2 separate regions of the Sus scrofa genome follow, and region 2 is linked to region 1. Evidence: chromatin contacts called from public Hi-C data. All regions are on one chromosome and are shown on one strand. The core of a region is the stretch at or near the end of the contact, and the rest is flanking DNA. Distances in the headings are between cores, read along the strand shown. Region 1 holds the start of PPP1CB (protein phosphatase 1 catalytic subunit beta). Region 2 has its middle 36 kb from the start of SUPT7L.

Region 1 (5,685 bases), core at 1,865-4,364:
GAGACTGGCTTCTGTCTTTGCCCTACTCTCCTTGCGGTGACCTTCCCTAAGATGCTTACTTTCTCTCTTTGCAATCCAATTTCCTTTGGGTGTCCCTGGTCCATCAAATCTATCTGCATATATTTGAACACTAATTGTAGACGAGGCTCAAAGTTTGTTTTCGTGGGATTCATGGGCTCCATGAAAACTGGAAGATAAGCAGATATCTATAACTGCTCCAAGCATTCTGTTACCCTTTAAGAGGCTCATGGAAGAGATCTGGGAAAGTGGCATCCAACTCCACAAGCTGGTCTATTTGTTCCAGTTCCAGCTCACCCAGAACATTTACTCCACTTGCAATTTTCCCCGGTTGCTAGAAAGCTTAGACTCATATTTGTGACCTATCTCCAGCAAACCAATAGGACCTCATACCATGCATTTTGCATACAGAACTGCTGGCTTTATCTTATTTTTTCCACTTTCAGTTTTCTTTTGTCCTGTTTTTCTATGTACTTATTTTTGTCATACTGTATATATGTAATAAGCTACCTTAAATCTTTTCTTCTGGAATAAAGCAGGATGTAAATGTTCTTTCACAAAAGTATTTGATAAGGATCCATTTCTTCACACCGAAAGGCCCCAAGATGAACTGGCAGCAATAAGAGTTTATGAATGCTTCTCCCAGGAGTTCCTGTGGTGGCACAGAGGAAACAAATCTGACTAGGAACCATGAGGTTTCGGGTTCAATCCCTGGCCTTGCTCAGTAGGTTGGGGATCCAGTGTTGCCATGAGCTGTGGTGTAGTTCGAAGACACGGCTCAGATCTGGCATTGCTGTGGCTCTGGCGTAGGCCAGCAGCTGCAGCTCTGATTCAACCCCTTGCCTGGGAACCTCCATATGCTGTGGGTGCAGCCCTAAAAAAAAAAAAAAAAAGAGTTTACAAATGCTTCTCCAAACAGGATCATCATTCTAGCTTGTCACCTGTTCTATGTTCACCATCAATGCATAAAAAATTTAAAAAATCTCAAAATGGAGAGAAAGCTAAAAAGGGGATTAGGAAATCCTATCTCTGTAAGTCATCTGAAGCATCATAAAGCACTTGATTGGACAACATACTCCCCCCCAAAAAAAACCCTATGGTTTCTGTTCTCGAAGTTTATGATACAGCATATGCAGATTTAAGCACCTCAGCTCACATACACTGACAGGGAATATATCACAATTGCTAAGAGTGCAGACTCTGGCACTAGGTGACTAGTTTGAATCCCAGTTCTGCCACTTACTTATCTGTGTGATCTGGGACAAGGTATTTAACGATTCCGTGCCTTAACAAATCCCATCTACAAAGTAGAGATAATAATAATGCCTACCTCATATGGCTAGTGTAAGGATTAAATGAAATAACACATTTAAAGTAGTGCTAGAGGAGTTTTCCATTGTGGCTCAGGGGAAACGAACCCAAATAGTATCCATGAGGATGTGGGTTTGATCCCTGGCCTTGCTCAGTGGGTTAAAGGATCCAGCATTGGCTCAAGCTGCAGTGTAGGTCACAGATGCGCTCAGATCTGACATTGCTGTTGCTGTAGCATAAGCCAGCTGCTGCAGCTCTGATTTGACCCCTAGCCTGGGAACTTCGATATGCCCTAAAAAGCAAAAATAAACAAATAAATAAATAAAGCAACGCCAGAGCACATAAAAAGATCTCATCAATGTCAGCTATTACTAGCAATAGGTGAGCGGGAGCAGCACTGCCTTGAGCTTGAGACAGCATCTTGTTTGATTTTTGTGGACAAACACCTGAGGAATGAGTAAAGATTTCCCATCTGACCACCTCTGAGAACGGGCCAAAAAACTCTCGCTTACCTAGAAGCTTTGCGTGGCTACTCTTTCTCCTGTATTTCTAGAGGCAGAATTATGTGGTAGAAAGACGAGGTGAACAACGAACTGTTCTGAGCCTCTGTGCTTCCTTGTCCCTCTCTTCCGCGTACCAGATACTTAGTGGGAACTGCAGGCACAAAGATAAATTTAGTTTACCCTATAGCAGCTCACAGTAGAGTGTAGGAGATAAAAATGCAACAACAATTATAAGATACGATGATGAAGCAATATAATGAAGGTATTTTTTTCTTGCTCAAAAATACACTGTGGAAAAACAGTAAGCTATGTGAAAGCGCTCTGTAGAGAGCAGAAAGCAGTTCCCACGTAAAACATTATTACTGCTGACCCTCAGGGCCCAATTTAATTTATTTCATCTAGGAACACCAGGGCAACCAACCTTGTGGAACCGTAGGGTAAAAATCCCTCATTTGCAATGTCAAGCTTTTCCAGCAGAGTAACCCCATTCTTGCTTCCCAAACGCGCAAATCCAGTTTCAAACATGGGTAATGCAGTCTGTGTTTCCCGCCTAACAAGACCCGGGAATTGGCTTGCAACACCAGGATTGAAACCAAGAAAAGAAAGGCGAGGCGGGAAGAGCACAAGAACTACGTCGTCTGCTGAGCGCCCAGCCTCAGGGAGCTGGGAAGCGGAAGGTCAGCCCTGCCTACGCGCGCCCTGCGTAATGGGAGCTTTCCCAGAGCATCAAACCCCCGGGAGCCTTGAGGGCGCCTGCGCAGCCGCGACGATTCGGCGCAGTGGAAGTGGAGAGGGAAGGCGACGCACCTGCGCAAAGGCGGCGACGCGGCGGCGGCAGAACCGAGTCTAGTGCGATTGCGCCGCGGCTGGCGGACGGGGGGGGCGCCGCGAAGGAGTGCGCCGTGCGGCTGCGCGGAGGCCTGCGTGGCGCGGTGGCGGGGAAGGGCGGTGTGGAGTGAGTGGCGCTGCGGGTGGGGCCGTCGGCGGCGCTGGTGAGCTTTGCGGAGTTGGGCGGTGCCGAGGAGGAGGAGGTGGCGGCTGGGTCTGACGCGGCCCGGTTCGTGGGGGCTCCGCTTGTTTATTTATTTATTTATCGTGTGTGCCTCCGAGTGTGCGGCGCTCCACTACTTGGTGGGGAGGGGGTGGGGGAGGGCCTGGGGGAAGGGGGAGTTGGAACCGGGGTCGAAACGCCGCGTGACTTGTAGGTGAGGGAACGCCGAGCGGTCGCCGCAGCCTCTGCCGCCGAGAAGCCCTTGTTCCCGCGGCCGGGAAGGAGCGTCTAGTGCCGACAAGATGGCGGACGGGGAGCTGAACGTGGACAGTCTCATCACCCGACTGCTGGAGGGTGAGTCGGGGCCTGGCCGGCCGCGGAGAGGGGAGGTTCCCTCAGCCCTGCTTCCTCCTCCGCCAACCGGAGCGGGCGGGAACCCCCTTTCCCGCCCCAGGGCGGCCGCCGAGGAGCGGGCTAAGAAGCTGGTGGGCCGGAGGAAGCGGGCTCCGGGAACACGGCCCGGGGTTGGGGTGGGGGGGTGGGGGTGAGGCGGGCGAGAGGGGCTGACCCCGCGGGCGGGCAGTGCCCCTGCGGACCTACGGGGACCCGCACAGCGGCGCGCCGAACGCGGGTAGAGGAGCCCCGGGCTGCTGGGTGACCCTTCCCAAAGAGGGTGCCAGGATGCGTGCTCTTGTGCTTTGTATGCCGGTGGAAAGTGTATTCCTTCTCTGTTCTCTTTGTGCCTTGCCCTTGGCTGCCTCCGATTCTTGTTCTGGGAGTGGATTTTATAAAACCTTCTCCTTGAGAAAACTGTTTGATCTGTTCTGCATTTTTTACTTGATGCTTCCAGGACCAGCTCTATTTAAGGAGAAGATGGAGTTGAGTAGCTTTCATTTATTATTTAGCTTTAAAAATGAGTAAAACAAAAGTATTTGAGCGAGCTGAAGATGCACGCAAGAAATACGAAATATGTAGACATGTTTACTGAAGCGCTTGGTTTTCGGGTTTGAGAATTTAACAGGTTTGAGCAGGCTTTAAATTCTGCATAAACTTAGAAAAGGTCGATTGTCAAGCTTCGCTTGTGTTTAAAAGATATTTACAAGTCTTCACAGCTTTTGAAGTTTCTGGGCCCTTCTGTTTTTATTGGATAGTTTTATGTTAGGGTAAAGAGAAGAGATGGAGCGGCCAGGATGTTACTCAAAGTCAATCGCGATTTTCTGCCAGTGAATCCCTTTGCCCTGAAGTTTGCGTCATCGCTAAACTGCTTTTAGAGTGTGTAGAAAAGAAACTAAGCTATTAAAAGAAAAAAATGTAGAGTCCTCTCTCAGAAAGCGTGGAAGGGTTGCATGTGCATTGTTACTTGCTTTCAAATTTCCTGAAGATAAGTGTTTGGTACAGTGAAGCAGTGTGTGCTTACATTTGGAAAATCTTCACAGAAGATTATATGTTTGAGGGGCGGCGGAGAGGGCGCTAGTTCTTTTTTATCCGCCCATGTGTGTATCTCTTCAGTTCTGTGTGTACCGTTGTGTAACAAACTACAGTATATTTGTTCCAGATGTGCAAGCGTTCCAGCAGTCTAAGACTGAGTAAAAAGCCTTCCTGCAGTCGTAAGACTGAATAAGGAGCAAAGTTTTACAGGGAACTCTTGTTTGCCTTTCCTTTTGCTATCAAGTTATTCTTGGGAGGCCCCCTGGTGCCTACAGTCCGTGTTCACTGTTAAAGACTGCGGATTTTAACAGATGTGAACATCTTACTGGGTCCACGAGACGTTTGCTTTGGGGGAAACATTTTGTTTGTGTGTGTGTAGCTGTGCGTTATTCTAAGGGGGAAATACAGCTATGTAAAATTTTTAGTGTCTTGTTAACTTTGAGGGATATTTATGCCCACCACCAACTGGTACAAAAAACTTTTATACGTTTTAAACTTAGCTTGTAAAATTGAAATATTTGAAAATCCGATGCTTGTTATCTCAACTTCCTCACTTTTATTTTCCATATATTTACATATTTATATACTTAATAGACATAAAACACAGTAGACTTAAGTGTTTTGAAATATTTAACAGGGGGCCTTTTGTCAGATGCACCTTTTTATGATTTAATTAAGAAACTTCACTAGTGGATTTTTCAGGGGTTTTTAGAAAAAAGGTATCATGGGGGAAATAGGCTAAGTAATTTGTTTCTGTGAATTCAAATTACATGAATATTCGGCTCTGGTTTCAGATGATTTCTTTCTTCCCTTCCTTTTTTTTCCCCTCCCTTTCTTTCCTTCTTTCTTGATTTCTAGTCCAGACATTTTCTCCTTTTAAATTAGCAAACATTTATTGACCTGCTTTGTGCCAGTCACCAGGAATCCAAAGATAAGAGACAATCTCTTCACTCAGGGAACTCCCAAATCCAAACAAGGGACTTTTCCGGCTTTTTTAGCCTGCTCTTGGGCAGTGAAGAATGTCATTACTTGCTTCTTAATCCCAGGAAGTATATTTAGTTTTGACAGTGCCTCCCTGGGATTCTTAAATTCTTCAGGCTTCTCTTATTCCCCTTTCCAAAATCTAGACCTATTCAAAGACATCCAAAAACTGGCTTGGATTTTCTAATAAGTAATTATTTTTAGTCTTCAAATAAAATCTTTTTTGTCTGCCTTGATTTTCAGTGATGTTACATGCTAACTAAATTTAACTCAAATTCAAGTAAAGCTGCCTAGCAGAATAGCTGTAGGTGGTGTTGTTGTTTTTAGTATTAAATGAAAGTACAAATTAAAATTTGCCCTAAATTTCTCTGCATTGGGGCAGAAATCAACAGAACACTTTAAAATGTTTTTTGTAGTTCCACAATGCATTCTTGACTTTTTAAAAAATTATGT
Region 2 (5,685 bases), core at 1,312-3,811, 1.0 Mb before region 1:
CGCTGTCGAGATTAAATAACTGAGCCATCTCTCAAATTTTAGCCACGCTGGACACAGTTGGCTCCCCCAAATGTAGTTATTATCAGCATCATTGTGATCTTGCTAACGTCTGCTAGGTAAGGTCCTGCTCATTTCTTTAAATGAGTCTCACTGTCTTGAGTCTCATTGTCTTCAGGAAGCTCTTGTTCCCCTGCTTGTTAGTAGGCTCTCTTTCCCCACTAGCCCTACAGCACTTTGATTTCTGGCCCTTGCTCGGATGGTCCCATATCCGTTAATTGTATGTATGCAGTGTGCTTGGGTCATTTATGTTTGCGAGCCTTATGAGCTGGGGACAGGAACCATCTCACTTTGTACGCTACCTGTTCCTCATTGCACCTCCCAGTTCACAAAATAGGTGCTCTGTTAACTGTTGCTTTACAGGGGTGAGGGTTGGAGGGCAAGTTCTAGTCCTGGACCTTTCTACCCTTGGGTTTTGGGGGCGGAGAAGGGACCTTTGAGCTGCTTTCATTTCCAGAATTTGTTCCAGACAAGCTGGACAGTCTAGGCGATAACCGTCTTAACAGGGTTAGTGCAGGCAGAGGCTTGGATTCCTATCCTACTTGGGGCAAAATCAAGCGAAACTACCCCTTCCCGTCAAGAAGCTCTGGATTCCAGCAGATGGTTTTAATTTGGGCTTTAAGTCCTCTGCTGGCTCTGGAAAATCTTGATCGTGAGGCTTGGCTCTGGTTTCCTCTGGCTGTCACGCACACCGCTTCAAAAGTCAGTGCAACTGTGGCAAGAAGTGACCACAAGAGGGCAGTAAAGACCCATCACTATGCAGCAATTTGCAGGTGGGGCTCAAAGCCAGTAGACGAGCGTTTCAAAGCAAAGCAAGAGTAACAATCAGATCCTGAACTCTCTCAAAATCAGGATTCTGAAAGGGTTTGGGGCAGCAAGCTGGGTCAGGTCACCAGTGTCTTCTCAGCCTGTTTCTGGTGCTTAGTTCCACCTGGAGAAAGTCTTTCTCTAGTTATAATGCAAATATTTTATGGAGGAGTTTAGGCATTGCCTATCTATTACTTACACACTGTCTTACAGAGAATTTTTCACACTTGTCTCCCCCCCCCGCGCTGTCTTTATTGAGGAACAATTGACAAAAATTGTATCTAATTTGATTGATATTTTGATATATCACTCATTTCCAAACTCTGAATTTTTATTTATCAGACTTAAAAGGTAAAAAGAGGAGACACTATCACCTCTGTTTAAGGAAACTGAGGCTCAGAAACCGGAAGAGACTTGCTCAAAGGCATGCCAAGTTCATGGTGGAACCACGATTCCAGATCCTCTGCTTATTCCTTCTAGTTTTCAGTAGTTTATGTTTGTAAGCTTTGCGAGTTTCTGGAGCAAAGACTACATCTGGTTCCTCTTTTTGTCTTGGAATGGTGCTCCCTTAATCTTGAGGGCTCTGAGTGGGTGTGCTGTATAAGGTTCTGCCCTTTAGGAGTTGGATTCCATGATCTCTCTCTTATCCCTCCTGATTCAGTAATTCTGTGATTTGGAGGCACAGCCCTAACAATGACAGTGGCAGCCCTGAGTGATCCTACTGGCAGAGCATTTCAACAAGGGCAGCCACTTGGCTACCAGCCTATAAAGATCTATCGTTAGCAATGCCGCGAGGGCGGGGGACATTTGGGCAGTTTCTCAAATTGCGCAGCCTTATGGGAATTGCCTTTAGGGGAGGAGAATGAAAAAATATCTAATTTTAGCAGTTACGTATAGGAATATATACTTACGTACACACATGTATATGTATGGTGTAGAATGTGGTGAAAAAAATTTTTTTTTTTTTTTTTTTGCCACACTTTTGGCATGTGGAAGTTCCGCTTCAGAGCCAGGGATCAAACCTGCGCCACAGCTATACCAGAGCCGCAGCAGTGACAATGCCAGATCCTTAACCCACTGAGCACCAGGGAGCTCCTTTCTTTTTTCTTTTTCTTTTTTTTTTTTTCCCCCCTGAGGTCAATTTTTAAAGTGAGTTTATTTGAAGAAGAACATGAAGCCAATAATGCACGGTGGCCTGCAACACGGTACCAAGTGTAAAGGAGGTGTACCAATGAGTGAAGTTGAAGGAACTGTGGTGAGGTGGGAAGGTGTTGTAACTAGAGTCACAAAACTAATCTGAAGTCTGGCTCTGTCACCCAAGCCATGTAACCCTGATTAAGTTGCTGACTATACACAAGTCTCAGTTTTCGCATCTGTAAAGTCAGAAAAGAATTCTTGCCCCCCTTAACACATGTGAGAATACATGAAAGCACACGGAAGCCTGGAGGACTGTGCAGGTGTCCACTGGAGCTAATACTCCCATTCCCACTTCCACCAGGGTCTTTCGGGACCTCTTCACCATCACAGAGGATGCCTCCCAACTAGGGTCTGTCTCCCAGATCCCCAGGACCAAATCCAGTTCAGTTTGTTGTCCACACCTGGGTCTGCCATTCTGCGAGGAGGAGGAGGAGGAGGGAGGGGCTGGAGAAACCCTGGAATGAGTCCGGGAACAAGTCCCAACACATCACTGTTTGCTTTGTCATCCTGGTTCAATGACCTCATACAAGGAAGGGAGGGAGCGGAGGGAGCTGTTCTCTTCCAGATACCTAAGGAGGCTTCTGACATCTACTCTTTCCCTTGTCATGAGAAGAGCAGGCGCCAGGCTGTGATTTTTAAGGTCTGAGCTAATCTTGGCAATGAAAGAGAATGGCACCTCCCACAGCTGGCCAGACGAGGCTTCTTGCGGAGCTGCCTGGAGCAAAGGGGCAGGGGGGCTGCCGTGGGTGTTGGAATCCAGGCTGTTACCCCTGCTCCCTGGAGGGGCTCCGGAATACACAGCCCTGTCCCCAAGTCCTGACCAGCCTTAGTGCTACTTGGGTGCGTGCAAGGCACTGGCATGTCTCCCGGTTGAGGATAAAGAGCCCAGGGAGGACAGCTTTGAGTTGTTCCGAATCTAGTGCCTATGGGACAGCCAACTGGGGTGGACAGTAGCTTCAGCGACCCCAGTGTCATCATCCTCACATACTCCTACATCTTCACACACAATATTCAATGAGGACTTTCTGAGCACCTACTGTGTACTAAGCCTTTTGGGGAAATGAGACAGCCAGCACCTGCACCCAAAGGCTATGTAGGATCTCAGAGTCACCTTTTTACCACTGGGATTCCTTTTGTCATCCTTACCCCAGCCCTTCTGCCATCCTTAATTAATGAATAATTAAGGTGTAAATAAATTATGTTGTCAGCCAGACAAATTGCATTTTTACGGGGGTCCTTTCCAAGTTTTTTGTAGCCAGATATTTATGTAACTGCAGATAAGTACTTCTGCTCAACAATAACTAACAGGGCTATACTGAGCTAGTATCCAGTCTGACAAAAGCAACAAAATTTAGCATTGTAGCTATCCTGATTATCCTGGTTGGGCTCTTTAAATTTTTAAAAAGTAGCCGGCAGACTCCCTGGGGAGTCCATTCAAGGTTTTAGATAGAGGTGGTGACATGACACCTGGGTTTTGAAGGACAAACAGGAGCTCACAATCAGGGAGAAAGATTACTGCAGGCAGAGGGGGCAGAAGGATCCAGGTGCTGGGCCCAGTGCCTCCATACCCGGGCTGGTCAGGTGGATCAGGCTGTGGCTTGAACTCAGAGGGTGGAAGCTGGGGTTTGGAACAGAGCTGATGAGGGTGCAGCTGAGAACCAGGAGTCTTACAGGTGAATGTTCTAGTCTGGTCACATGCTGGTTCTGGAAAGACTGAGGCAGGAAACCCCATTAAAGTCCCTTTGGTTCCTGAGGGCAGGAGGGAAAAAGATCGCAAAGGACAAGCCAAAAAGTTAGTCTCCCACCCTGGCTGCCCCGCCCTTTAGCTCCGAGAGCAAACCATTTTTTTGTGATTTTTTGGCTCATCTTGTAAATGTTCCAGAGTCAGAACAGGCTGTGCCATGGCTGAACAAACCTGTTGAACAAATAAACAAGGCAGGCTTCAGGGCTAGGAAAGCACTAGACGTGGGCCCCCATCCAACCAGGTCCATGGGTTCTGGCAAGTCTGTCCCGAGGCTCTTCCTTTGACTGTGACAGGTGGGAGTGTGGGACTTTGGGGTCCTTGTGGCTCTGTGATCTAAGCAATTTGCCCACAGAGAGGAAAACTCCAGAGCCTCCAGTTGAGCAGCCTCCTTCCTTTTCACTCCACAGTGCAGCTAAGGGCGGGGAGAGGGGAGATGTAGAGGCAAATACTGAAACCAAAGGACACCTGTTTGCTTATTCATTCATCGGACCAGTGCCCAGTCTGTGCGGGGTGCTGTGCGGCTCTTCCCTCAAGGAACGCACTAGGAGCTGTAAATGCTCTAGCTGAGGAGAGAAGGTCACATTTCTTGTATATGCCAAGTTCTCAGCCACCTCAGGACCTTTGCTCCTGCTGTTCCCACCACCTACACCGCCAATTCCTCCTGCCTTCTTGTGTTTCAAGCTCAGCTTGGATGGCATTTCCTCAGTCTGGCTTTCCCTGACCACCCTGTGAGTGGTAGGCTTGCCCATCCCTCGCCGGCTCTCCGGCCACACTCTGTCACCCTCCTAGAATCTATAACAGCTTGGAATTATGTTCTGCCCTTCATTTAGTCAGTTATCTTCCACCTTTCTGATCTGAGTATCAGCCTACCTGAGGGCAAGAATTCTGTTTGCGTTTTCCACCTCTGGACGCGTAGCAGCTCATCCTTGTAGAATACGCGAATATTTTGGCCTGTGCTGTGTTTTCACACTGACTGCCTCATTTCGTCCTCTTGGCAACCCTAACGGAGAGATGTTATTAGCATTATCTACATTTTGGAGTGAAGAGACAGACATCCAGGGATGGTAAGTATCTGGCAGTTGGCAGGGCAGGGTTTGAACCTCATCTTCAAGTCAGGACTCTCTGTGCTTCACGCTACAGGCCAAATGCCGAGAGGCTCTGTGCCTGGCTCCAACTGGCTCTAACTAACCCTGGCTCAGGCTTTTTCTTCTTTTTTTCCTTTTTCTTTTGAAATAATTTCAGCTTACCAAAAGGCTGCAGGACTAGTACAAAGGACTCCTGTGTACGCTTCACTCAAATTCAGCAGGCGCAAACATTTTGCTGCATTTGTTTTGATGCTTTCTTTCTGCTTGCATGTATTTGTACATGTTTATACTTTCTTTGGACTATTTTAGAGAAAGTTGCAAACCCTTAAACACTTCAGTATGAATGTCGCAAGGAAATTCTTTTACATAAAATCAAAATCAGGGAACTTAATATTGATATAATGCATTATTCAAAGTCCAGCCATATTAAAACTACCTAATTGTTCCGGTAATGTTCTTTATAACGATATATACGTTTTTCTAGTCTAGGATCCAATCCAGATCACACATTCTTTTTAAATCCTTTAGTTATATCACTTCAGTTTTTGATGTAGAACAGTTCCTCAGCTTCCTTTCTCTTTCATGCCATCAATATTTTTCAAGAATCTGGGCCAGGCCTTTTGTAGAACAGCCCTCAGCTTGGGTTAGTCTGATGTTCACTCCGACCAGATTGAAACCAGGCATTTGTTGGCAGGAATCTCACAGAGGTGATGCTGTGGGCCTCAGTGCATCCTATCAGGAGCCAGCATGACTCCGATTGTTCCCTACTGGTGACGTTAACTTCCATCACTTGCG

Evidence for each region. A called contact is a pair of places that touch in the nucleus more often than the background predicts.
Region 2: a Hi-C map of embryonic fibroblasts shows a contact between it and region 1, with 2.1 times the contacts expected there. A contact is called at or near these places in 2 of 5 promoter capture datasets (fetal skeletal muscle and liver), 3 of 47 Hi-C or Micro-C datasets (embryonic fibroblasts, fibroblasts and mesenteric adipose tissue) and 1 of 2 datasets of targeted methods (skeletal muscle).

The regions. Positions count from the first base shown.
Region 1 is chr3:110,471,817-110,477,501 of Sscrofa11.1, reverse strand. PPP1CB (protein phosphatase 1 catalytic subunit beta) reads left to right here and starts at 3,114. Exons shown (of 8, transcript NM_214184.2): 1 at 3,114-3,177. The coding sequence starts at 3,126. It overlaps LOC106509865 (a long non-coding RNA gene), which reads right to left and starts at 2,537. Exons shown (of 8, transcript XR_002342800.1): 1 at 2,254-2,537; 2 at 1,842-1,983.
Region 2 is chr3:111,492,832-111,498,516 of Sscrofa11.1, reverse strand. No RefSeq gene overlaps it. Among named protein-coding and RNA genes, the nearest start is that of SUPT7L, 36 kb to the left of the region's middle.